Linked DNA regions of Mus musculus: region 1 is linked to region 2. Evidence: chromatin contacts called from public Hi-C data. All regions are on one chromosome and are shown on one strand. The core of a region is the stretch at or near the end of the contact, and the rest is flanking DNA. Distances in the headings are between cores, read along the strand shown. Region 1 holds the start of Trp53bp2 (transformation related protein 53 binding protein 2). Region 2 holds the start of Gm33669 (a long non-coding RNA gene).

Region 1 (6,270 bases), core at 1,457-3,956, 530 kb after region 2:
AGGGTGGGGTGAGGTCAAGAGCGAAGGCAGCTCCTCCCCAACCAGCTTGTGGTAATTTCATTTATCTTTCTTGGACTCAAATACAGAATTAAGGGGTGGGGAGAACCAAGTTGAGGCTCTTGGAGGAGTAAGAATGTGACGGTGGGAACACAGAAAAAGCGAGAAGCTGGGAAGGCAGCTAGCTCATCTGACCAACTAACTCACCTAACAGCTATGTGTGGTTTACACAGAATTGAAGGGAGTGAATGAAGGCACAGACAAGGTTTCTTTGGTTTAATGCTACTATGATTTAAAAAAAAAAATCCCTCAACTATAAACATAGCTGCTATTTGGCATCTGGAAATTCTCAGTTGGCTGGAATGAGTTTCAGGAGAAACTGCCAGCAACCATCCCCTTTCTCTCCCTTCCCGTGGGCAGGGCATTTGTGCAAACAGCAGTAAAAACAAACAACTGGAGTTTATTAGTCACATTCTTCGCTCCTTGCTTCTATTTCCACCGAAATCATTTTTATTTAACTTCTAATGATTTATTTATGCTTATTTCATGTGAATTCGTGTTTTGCCTGCATATATGTCTGTGTGCACTTACACAGACAAAATTATTATTGTTGTTGTTATTATTTAACCAACCCAGTGTTGCAGTGCTCATATTAAACATAATGTACTGTTGTATGCAGTCAGTTTTCTGGTAGTAATGGGGTAAGTGTCCCATTCCTTGATCCACTGAGAACTGGAGCATTAATGAACAATAGGAATTCTTTTACTGAGCTGGGCAGTGATGGTGCACACCTTTAATCCTAGCTCTTAGAAGGCAGAAGCAGGTGGATCTCTGTAAGTTTGAGGACAGCCTGGTCTATGAGTTCCAGGACAGCTAAGGCTACACTGAGTGACATTACCTAGAAAAACTAAACCAATCAACCAACCAACCAAAAACCAAACAACAACACAAAAAGAGTTTTTTTTTTTTTTTTTTTTTCTTGTTCTTTTCTTTTTTTCTTCTGGGTGACTGTATGTAGACTGGTTTTATTGTCCATTCAGCTTTGTTTTGTTCATTGATGGATCCACAGTACTTAGAAGACCTACAGTATTTTGATACATTTTACTGAGTAAGTCAAGGTGTGGACTTCCTTTACTTAACCCAGGGTAATTCTAGTTGTATCAGTTTTAATTTCATGTTTAGATAGAGTAGCTGGGATGATAGAGTAGCTGGGATGATGTTAACTGGGAGTTGGATGATTCTTTTTTTTGGGTAAGGGATATGTTAAAATAAAAAAATAATTATTCTTTTATTTGTTGTTTATTTATTTGGAGACAGAGCATGTAGCCCAGGCTGGCCTCAGACTCTTGATACGTCCTGCCTCAGCCTTCTAGTGCTGGGACGACAAACAATAAGTGCTCATTCTTTCTGTTGTGCTTTGTATTAAAACCAGGAGTTTATTCATGTTAAACACTCTATCACTAAACTATGTCTGACTCCAGGGACCCCCCCCCCCCCGTTTACATTTTGAGACCTATTCTGCTAAAGCTGCCCTGGGAACCCTTAAATTTGGGATTTTCCTGCCTCAGCATTCTGAGTACCTGGGGATATAGATCTGTGCCACACACAGGTCAATTTATATTTAATTTTTATAAAAGTGTCATTTGAGGTAAGGTCTTACTCTTTCAGCTCAGGCTGGCCTGGAACTCACTGCAATTCTCCTGGCTCAGCCTCCCAAGCGCTGAGATTACTAGTGCACGCTACCACATTCAGCTGGCTCCATTCTTGAAGCTGTATACATTCTGGTGCTTCATTTCATTTCGTTTTGGGGACTCTTCTGTCCTCTGATTCCAAATGAGCTTGCACGGGTTACTTGACGTGAAATGAGCTTCGTGGAGTTAGTGTTCCTGAAGCCTATGTCTCTCTGGATAATGGACTCGACTATCTGCCTCCCTATCAAAGCGAACTACTGCCAATTTCCCAGCGTGAGCTTCGACGGCTCCAAAAAATGGTCCTTGTGTTAAAAGTGTTTACAGGTCGTGATGAGCTGAAGAGCGCCCCAGAAAGCTGTTTTTACCCATTTTCAAATCCTTTGAGCGTGCTGTTCAAAACACAGGGAACCCCCCCACTTCTCAACACTGAAGGGCTTTTCCCTTCTTACATTATAGAAGTAACAGGCCATTCAGAGGGGGGTCTTGGACATCGCCTGAGGGATGAGGACAAATCCGAGAGCGCCTTCTGTCAGGAACGTGCTCCGGCCCGGCGGACTCGCAGGTCTCCATCTTGTGGGGCGCTCGGATCCCTCAGGGCGCCCTGAGTCAGGTGTGTGAGGCGGCGCCGCCCAGGCCCCTCGGCGTCCGGCGCCTTGTGGCTGGTTCATGGTTCCTAAGGCAAAGGGCTCAACTCTCTTGAGCAACTCGGAACCGCCAAGGAGGTGAGGGACACAGCCCTGGGCTCCATCCCCGCGTTTTACGATTATTGTTCTCCTGCGGCGCCGCCCTCCCGTGCCTTGGCTCCGCCTGGAGGCGCGTTCAGGAGCAGCTCCGCCGCCTGCATCTTCCTCCCTCGGAGCAAAGGTTCCCGCCCCCTCTGGCACCGCCCCCAGCATCTGCGCATGCGCCTTCGCCGCCCGGTTGGCGCTCCGCTCCCCCTTACCTCAAGCCTTGGGGCGCGCCGCGGGCGGGGCTTCGTGGGGGGCGGGGCCAGCGCGCCTCGGTGGGGGCCCGGCCGGGATTAGTTGGTTTCGGCGAGAAGGAGGAGGAGGAGGTGGGAGTCGCGAGCGCCGAGACAAAGCCGCGTCCCGGAGACGGGCGAGGGGATTGGGCCCCGGACTCGGTGGCGTCCCGGTCCGCTGAGGGGACTCCAGCGCCGCTGCCTCGCAACAGGTCGGCCGCCGGGCGCGCGGCCTCGTTCTCGCTTGGCTTCCCCGGGCCCGCGACCCTCGGGTCACTTCTGCTCGGCCAGGCCGCCGCCAGACCCCCGCTTCCATGCGGTTCGGGTCCAAAATGATGCCGGTAAGCGGGTGGGCGTGCTGGGGCCCGGAAGTGTACAGGGCGGGGGGGCCGGGTCAGCGGAGCCGGTGGAGCTTCGGGCTTCGAGGCTCTGAGGCTCCGTCCCTCTGGGTCCCCGCGACGGTCGCGATGCTGCCCCGCAGGCAGTGCGGCAGCCCGGGCCGCTGCTCCAAACTTTGCTTCTCGGATGAGACCTTTGGGGAAGCTTGTTTTGAAGGTCAAGAGCCGGGGAACCTTGTTCTTAGCCTATTTCTTTGAATTGTTTTGAGGCTTTTTACTGAAGTGAAGCATAGCGCTTGAAAAGGCTTGCCTTTCTTTTTCTTTCTGCCAGTTTTTTTTTTTTTTAACTTGAATTTCGATCTGATGTTGGTGATAGCAGCCATGTCACCCTATCTATCTCTTTGTGGAAACAGGTTTTAGTAAATGCAGCCTTGAAAGTTTTAGTTCAGAGGAAAACTTCAGTGCCCCGCTCCCCCAGCTTTTTTTCTGCAAGACCTCTAAGAAAGATGAGTGAATTCTTTTGGCATCTGACTTGGCCAGCGTCACAGGTGACTTGCAGGTTGAATGGAGGTGTTTCTGAAAAGCCCCCTTAGCAAGCACAAGATCTGACTGGTTATGGTGGCTCCTGCAGCCGTGTATTTATTTCCTCGTGGGTGTTGTATTTGTTCTCCTCTCAAGCAGGATTAATCGCAGTCAACCTAAGTCCTTTTTTAAAAAATAATTTTTATATATTCTTTGAAAGGTCACGTATTTTAGCCATATCCATCCCTAAACCCCTCATCAACTCACGTTCTTATCGCATCACTTGTTTAAGAAAACAAAACGATAAAAACTTAAAACAACTTAATTTTTTTGCTTTTATAAAATCCAAGAAAGAGTGTTAAAATTTGTGTTTCAATGTTCTATTTTGTTTTGGTTTTTTTGTAATTACACGTGCAGAATATACTATACTGTCTCTTTGCCCCTTTGCGTTGTGGAGGGTGTTCCTAAATTTTTCTAGGTTGGACACATATATAATATTTTGGTTATTAGGTTATTAGGTGGCTTGGGATGGTTACAATTGCTAAGAGTCAAGAAATTTGGAATTACTAGCATTTTGTAACTAATGGTTTAGTCTCATTTATTAAGTTAGGGCTGTGATGTGAATATCTTAAAACGCATACCTTGGTTATGATAGACTGTTTTGTTAACTTTTTTATTCCTGTGTTTTTATCTCACTGTTGTGAAAAAACCTTTGCAGCTTGCCATCAGCTTCCCCTGAACAGAGAAAGGAAAAGAATAGGTGGTTTTAATTGCAGGATGATTTCTTCCTGAAAGATCAGTTTAAATCAAGGTATCCTTTGTTTTTTTTTTTTTTTTTTTTTTTGTTTTATGTAGGGGTGTTTTTCTCCAAACCACATAGCAGATGATCAGAATTCTTGTAAAAAGTTATTGAATCTTGGGACTAAAGTCACTTCAGCAAGTCTGGTGGCTTTGACTGCTTTCCTGGTGTCAGAGTAGACTTACTAGGAAAGGTGTAGTGTGCATGCTATTCTAGCTTTGAAATTTGATGCGCTTTGGAATTTTGCACAGCATTAGTGATCCCAGATGTTTAAGAAAAATCTGTCTCTCATCTTCATCATCTGTATCTTGGGGGTGATACAATGCCAATTCTCAGGGTGCTTTGGAAGATTGGAGTCACTGTTTATGAAGGAAGGGGTTAATACGATGCCTGGCTTGGAATAGTTGCTAGAAAACACCCTGAATTAGCAACAGTGATTAAACATGAGATTCTTAGTCTGTGATAGATAAAAATATGATACATTTTCATTTAGCATCCTTGTGTTCTTTTTACAAGAGATTTATTTTATGTATGCCTGTTTACCATGTGTGTGCCTGGTGCCCACAGAGATCAGAAGAGGTCATCAGATCCCCTGAAAAATAAGTTATGAATGGTCTTGAGTGGCTAGGTACGTGTTGGGAATTGAACCTGGGACCTCTGTAAGAAGGAATAACAAATTCTCTTAATGATTAAGCCATCTTTCCAGCACCCAAGCCTTAGTTTTATATGCCTTTATACTTGTGTTATTAGGGTACTTGAAAATAAAACTTCTGTGTGTGTGTGGTACTTGGGATCCAACCAGGATCTTGTATACATGCTAGACAAGCACTTCATCACTAAGCTACTAAGCCCGTAAAAGTACATTTCGGTTCTTTGAGAGAGGGTCTTGCTGTGTATGTAGTATCTGGCTGGTGTGGTACCTACTCTGCAGCCCAGGCTGTTCTTTAGCTCACAGCTGTCCTCCTGCAGCAGCATCTGGAGTGCTGGGCTAACAGACACAGGCCATCCCAGCACTGGCTTAAAACCATTTTCTTCTTTATGGTTTTCTTCTTTAGCTTTTACTATGCTTGAAGTTGAAGTCTAGTATGAGTAAGGTTTTGTTCTGTTTCATTATTACTTTGGAAAACTAACCAGTTTATCAGGAAAAGCGTCGCACTAATGAAAAGACAGGCATTCAGAACGAAGACCAGTTGCCTTGATACACTTTTTTAAATGTAAAATATACATAATTTATCATCGTATGGTTCTAGCTATTTTCAAGTGTAGTTCTGTGGCACTGAGTACATTCCTTGGTTTGCTTTGGAAGGCATTTTTGAGTTCTACTGAATTATATTAAATATATGCAAGCAAATGGTATTCATGTGTTTTGTTACCAAATAATGCAGACTCAAGTAGTTTTCCTTTCTGTGGCACATGAAGTGATAATTGGCTACAGACCCAGCAGTGAAGATGCATTTTAGTAGGCTAACTAAAAATAAGTAGAGTCACAGCGGAGCTAATGAAAGGGTGCTGTGCAAGTGGGGTTGACGGTCACTCTTATTTTCAGATACCTGCCATGGTTAGCATCTCTTCTCTGTGGTCTCTCCGCCACTTAGTGAGGAGAAACTGATTTCATAGTTGACACCTTACCTTCACTTACGAAGGGTTGTTTGTACTTGGGGAGAGCGGCTTTTTAGTGTTCCATTCATTGTAATTGATTTTCAAATGGAGGCAATTATCCAAAACAAAAATTCTCACCCACTTGAAAATTATACTAGATTTCTTTTATGTATTACTTTCACTTGGTAAAGTGTTACATTCCAACGAAAATATGTTTTTATGAAAGAGCTTACACTTGCTGCTCTTTTCAGGTAACAGTTTCATGAAAATTTCTGTTCATATCTGCTATTGAAATGGCAAGTTAAAAGGCAAACATTACCTATGGGAAACCCCACCCCACAGAAGGCCAGAGGGCTTGCATTT
Region 2 (5,754 bases), core at 2,953-5,452:
TGGGAGAGCTGGTCCCACTACTCTTCTGCAGCAGGGAGACAGGGCACAGAGGTGATGCCCCGTGTAATGGTTATTCTTGGTTGTCAACTTGACTCTATCTGGAATGAACTATAATTCAGAATTGGAGGGCTCACCTGTGATCCAGATCTTGAGGCTGGAACACACAAGTTTCTGACTTGGATCTTGACATGGAGATCTTGAGGCACAGTGGCTATGAAAAGCTTAGGCCAAGGAAGGACTTGAGACTAAAGCAAGGAGTTCAAGGTCAGCCTGGGACAAAACAAGCCCCAGATCCAGGCGTGGTGGTACACACCTTTAATCTCGGCCACACCTTCATCTGGAGACCTACATAAGGACATTGGAAGAAGGAAAATTCACTCTTCTTTGCCTGCTTGCCCTTACTAGCCAGCACATCTGTTGGAAACCTACTTCTACAGAAGACCAGCTGAAACAACTAGCCTCGTGGGACTGAGCAACTACTAGATCCTTGGACTTCCCATTCCCAGCTGACCAATGTTGGGTTAGTTGGATTATGGTCTGTAAATCATCACAACAAATTCCTTAACATATAGAGAGAACATTCTGTAAGTTCTGTGACTCTAGAGAACCCTGACTAATGCAACCCCCTAGCCCTCCACCATCTCTGGCAGTCAGGAAAGCTGCCCACGCGTTCATGAGCTCAGGAGAGCTAGCCCTGCTGCCCCTCGACAGATGCAGTATTCAGGAGAGTGAACCTGAACCTTACCTCACAGCGCAGCAGAGTGGACCCTGGTGGCAGGGCACAGATGATCCAGCCATGAGGTCAAGAGCATGGGTGAGCTGGACCCACCACTCATCTACTGTGAGGTGCAGGGGTGATGCCCTCCCCCACTTGCCCCTCACCACAGTCCGGAGAGCAGGCCCTGTACCTCACCCGGGCAACACAATGGAGCTGGCCCTTATGCCAAAGGCACTTGTGAGCCAGCACCGAGGGTGTGAGAGGGGGAGAGCCGGCCCACTCCCTCACAGGCTGCAGCACTTGGGAGAGTGTGGCCCACACCATGGCTGGGCAGCAGTGGAGCTGGCTCTGGAGGTGTGGGTGTGGGTGAGCCAGCCCGAGGGCATGAGACAAGAGAGTTGACCCTGCCTCCTGCTGAGGGTGGCATTGGGTGGCCAAGCCAGAGCAGGGCTGGAGAGCTTGCCCTGATGGTGTGAATAAGGGAGCCGATGGGCTCGCCAACTTAACTACCACCCTGGCCAGGATCCCAGGCTCTGAATTGGCCCATCCCAAAATCCCTATCATCTGCAAACAGTTGGGCTACCAGAAAGTGCAGTCTTGCAGATCCAAAGCTGCAGGATCTCCAGGATACAGGGCAACAACAGGAGAGGAGTCCCAGGGAGGATCAGACATTGACGGTGCCACAGAAGCCAGAGATCTCAAACATGAAGATGTGCGGACAGAGGGATACACTGCGGGGCACACTGACACACTACAGCTTCCACGGTGAGATGGTTTTTATGCTTTGTTTTGTTTTTATGTCTGTTGTTTTGTATATGTGTGTTTTATTTTGGGGAGGCAGTTTGCAGAGGCAAAGGGCGGGTATGAGGGGACAGTGATGATAAGCAGGACTAGGGTTCATGATGTGACATTCTCAAAGAATCAATTAAAAAAAAAAAGCTGCCGGCCACCAGGCTCTCCCAGTGTTGCAAGTACCTGTTCCAGAGTCCTGGCTCCTCCCACCCCTGCTCACCACCCTAAACCTCTCCAGCCCCCCCCCACCCCCCCAGCTTCCTTCCCCTTCCCCTTCCCCTTCTTCTCTTTCCTAGAAAACCCAGTTATTTTGGCCATGTATTCTCTTGGTTCTTCTCTTGGTCTGCCTGCCTGTTGTTGTCCTTTCTTTCCTCTATCTTCTCTCTCCCTCTCCCCCCTCCCTCCACTCCCCCCCCCCCCCCTGCCGTGGCCCTGTTCCTGTCTCCTGGCCATGTCGCAGCTATTTCCTTTTCTCCCTGCTCTGGATGCTTCCAGATGTCTCTTTCTCATATCTACAATAAAAACCATCTCCTCAGACATACCTAGGAGCAGGCACGTCCTCATTCAGTTATAACCATGCTGGGTCTCAGAGAGCATGGTCCACCTGTCCCCAGAACACTTTGGTTTGAGGGAGCACACAGCACACATTGTCTCTGTAGGGGCTTTGGGTTCTCAAGTGTGTTGAGTTTCTTGGCTCTCAGCAGGAAAAGCATGCCAGGACCTAGGGAAAGGGGCTGCTTCTACACACACACACACACACACACACACACACACACACACACACGCACACGCACACGCACACGCACACGCACACAGAGAGAGAGAGAGAGAGAGAGAGAGAGAGAGAGAGAGAAAGCCCAGCTTCTCAAACCGTGGTCATGACTCTGTATGGGACGGAGCAAATGTTACATCAGAACTAAAGACTCAGTGCATCTCCAGCATTTTGGGCATCGATCAACTGTGGTGCAGAGTGTGGCTTCCCTGCAGACTTGGTTCTGAACACACATGTGTGCTGTGCACCGTGTATGACCTGGTGTCTGAGCGGTAGATGCTGCCTGACCCCTGAGCTCAGATCTGAGATAGGTGCAATACAAACCACAGTGTTTTCACAGCACACACACGGGCTTCTGTTCTTACCCAAACATGGAGGCTTAATCATGGGAAACAAACACTTTTGATATTTTCCCACTGACACCCCTCAGCATGTATCCCACAAATGTATCTCTGGGTTGTATTATGTAAGCATATTTGATTTTCAGATTTGCTGTTTGAGCTGCTGTCTTGAATTTCATTTTAAAAAAAAATCATTAAGTGAATTGTGGCTCTGAGACTAAGACAGAATTCCCCACAATTTCTGAAATGGCTCTAGACATATTTCTGCTATTTTGAATTTACATTGCCTCTGAAAAATACTGGAGATATTCCATGTTCTACAGTGTGAAATATATAGCCAATGTCATATTCCTTATGTAAATATAACAAACCTCTATACAAACTTGCTTTCATCCTTAATAAATGCTATAATTATATGTATGTCTAAGAATCGCTTTTAAAATTTCTTTGTGAGTTATTACTTGTAAATGTAATTGTTTGCTTTTTTTTTTTTTTTTTTTTTTGTCTCTATATTGCTAGGGTCTCATACAGGGGTGGCGAACAGAAAAAGTTTAAGCCCTGCCCTAAAGACTAGCCCCCCCTCCCAAATACTCCCATCCCCCTCTCTGGAGCAGATGGCCTGGTAAGTTCTGGCAGGCACCTGGGGTTACTCTGTGCTCTCCCTGTACCCACAGCCAGTGCAGGTCTCAGTGTCTCAGCACCCTGTACCCACAGCCAGTGCAGGTCGCAGTGTCTCAGCACCCAGACCAGGCAATGAGTATTCCAAAGCCCGGAATGGATGCGATCTACGTCCCTCATCCGGGCCCCCACTGCCTGGAGGACTGTGTGAAAGAACTTCCCAGCCACCAGACTACTGTGGACCATGTACCTCAGCCAAGTAAACGGAGACAAAGGGATAGTTGGTGGGAGATGGGATGAAGCCTGAAACCCGGGACCATCTATAGGTGTAGCTCTGTTACAGCGCCACCATGTGGTGAGCTTCAGAGTAAGGATGGTGTGAGAGGGGTCGGGGTGGGGTGCGGGTGGGGCCTGAAAGCCTGGCCTCTAGGCTGAGGGACCTACCTCTGGGAAGCCCTTTTCAGATCTTCCTTAACCCAGGTTTCATGCAGCGGCCCCAGAGGGACTTGAACCCCTGCCCAGCTGGCGGACCTCACTCCAACACTCTCTTAGGACGCAAGGTTGGCGGGAAATTTCTGTCTCATAACTCGTACTCTGGCAGGAAAGTCCTAAATCCTCAGAGTAAGAGACTAGAGGCCTAGATGGGGTCCTGTTCTCTGGGTGAAGGCGCCTAGCGTTCAGTGCAGCAATGGATGGGGAGAGAGAAAAGTGGGTCAGCTTCTTGGTGGGGGAGGGTGAGCCCAGAGGATGCGCCAACTAGGGTCATCCCAAGTGTCGTTTCAGCAAGGAAATTCGGGAAGAACCGCTATGCCGCAGAGGCCAGTCTGCACAGGGTTGGCATGAGGCCCTGGCTACTGGCTTTGACTTGAGAAAGAAAGCACAGACCAACATACACCTGGCACTGCACCCAGTCAGCCAGCCCTGGGTAAGCTGGGTATTTGGCAGCACTCCTCCTGGGAGCCCAAGTGAGAGGGAAGTGAGCCGCAATTTAGCGAGGTTGAGTGGGACCGGAAACAAGATGTGGCAAGCTCTGGCAGGTCCCAGGGTGGGCCTAGAGCGCCACCTGGTTTTGGACTACCGATCATCAGGCAAACACCGTTTTCCTGACCCATGCACCATCTTTGACACTGGTCAGTTATCTGGCTGGAGGCCAGAGCTTTAGTGAGAGTGGTAGCCTCTTCCCCAAGCCCAGAGGGTAAGGCATGTCTTTGCCTTTCTCAGCCAAGTTGGGGGGCGGGGAGCAGGAAGGATGAAAAGATGAAGGAATCCTTTGTGCTTTGACAGTGTCCAGGCAGGAAAGAACAGCCTTTCTAAGGATGTAAAAGCCATCCATGGGGTTGCCCATGGCCCAGCAGGGAGAGGCTTTCTCTGCTGGGCAGTTTAAGGACAGCCTGCTTCCCGAGGCAGCAATGCAGTGCACACTGCCCTCTGGGCAGTGACCTGGGCTTTGTATAGGCACACAGATCCCCAGGGATGGAGAACAGTGAGGGACTCTTGAGCATAGCCTGAGGTCAATGTGGCAGAGACGGGACCTCTGAGCTCAGGAGTTCCTAGGTAAACTCTGGGTGGGAGGGATCCCTGAGATGGAACAGTGATGCACAGTCCTCCTCAGGGAGGTGCAAGCTGGTGTTAGGCTTAACTTGATGTGGGAAACAATGGCTGGCTGTGTGTTCCCAGTTCAGCGTTAGACAGCTGTTCCTCCTGCAAGAGACCCTCTTGACTGACAGGAAAGGGCAGTAAGTCCATGGGCTATAGCTCCACGGTAGAATGCTCATTTAGCACCTGTCAGACCCATGGCAGAAGAGCCCCAAGACAGGAGGTGTCACTCCATGCCAAGCCCCACCCAGCTCTGACAAGAAGATCCTAAACCCAGCGTGGTGGTGGCACACACCTTTAATCCCAGCACTGGGGAGGCAGAGGCAGGTGGATCTCTGTGAGTTCTGGGCCAATCTAGTCTAAGTTGCAGGACAGCCAGAGCTACATAGTGAGAGTCTATCTCAAAACAACCACCAAAAACGTAGGAAAAGGAGGAGGAGAGGGAGAGGAGGGAGAGGTGGTCCTGAGCATGTCAAAATCTACACGACATCGGTTTTTTATTTTCTCATTTCAACTTCACCACAGCCTTGAGGAAGCAGGTTGGCCTAGATCTCTACCATTGTCCTCTGTCAATGTGGGGAAGCCTGGTCCCAGGCCCTGGGGAAATCACTGTTTCTAAGGTGGCTCCTGCTTAGGCTGCCCAAGACAGTCTTGCCACTTCACTGCTGCCTGCACAGAATCCCCAGACATGAGACAAACACCTCAGCACGCAGGGCCTCAAATTTGGTGTCTGCTCACCCAGAGCTGTAGAGCCGCAGCCGCTCCCATCAGTCACCAGCCTAGGAGAGGGCCCAGAATCTGCACTTTAACACAGTTACACTCAAGGAAGCCCATCCACACTGGCTTCAGAAAGGCCCCGAGCACACAGGAACACCCGCTGCTCCCTCAACGTCTTTTCTTGGTGTTCACCTCTTCTG

What was found. A called contact is a pair of places that touch in the nucleus more often than the background predicts.
Region 1: a Hi-C map of regulatory T cells shows a contact between it and region 2, with 4 times the contacts expected there. The contact joins the promoter of Trp53bp2 here to the enhancer-like site in region 2. A contact is called at or near these places in 4 of 39 promoter capture datasets (embryonic stem cells, hippocampal neurons, liver and 1 more), 1 of 484 Hi-C or Micro-C datasets (regulatory T cells), 5 of 115 datasets of contacts at active chromatin or transcription factors (astrocytes, bone marrow-derived macrophages, extraembryonic endoderm stem cells and 2 more) and 3 of 9 other capture datasets (adipose tissue, embryonic stem cells and macrophages).

What each region holds. Positions count from the first base shown.
Region 1 is chr1:182,406,461-182,412,730 of GRCm38.p6, forward strand. Trp53bp2 (transformation related protein 53 binding protein 2) reads left to right here and starts at 2,707. Exons shown (of 18, transcript NM_173378.2): 1 at 2,707-2,990. The coding sequence starts at 2,964.
Region 2 is chr1:181,877,494-181,883,247 of GRCm38.p6, forward strand. It overlaps Gm33669 (a long non-coding RNA gene), which reads left to right and starts at 983. Exons shown (of 4, transcript XR_865801.2): 1 at 983-1,483; 2 at 3,143-3,487; 3 at 3,733-3,801. Within about 2 kb of position 4,203, at least 119 of the 459 cell types and tissues checked have an H3K27ac peak or open chromatin away from gene starts, as enhancers often do. A contact at or near this core is called in bone marrow-derived macrophages and regulatory T cells, where this site is marked.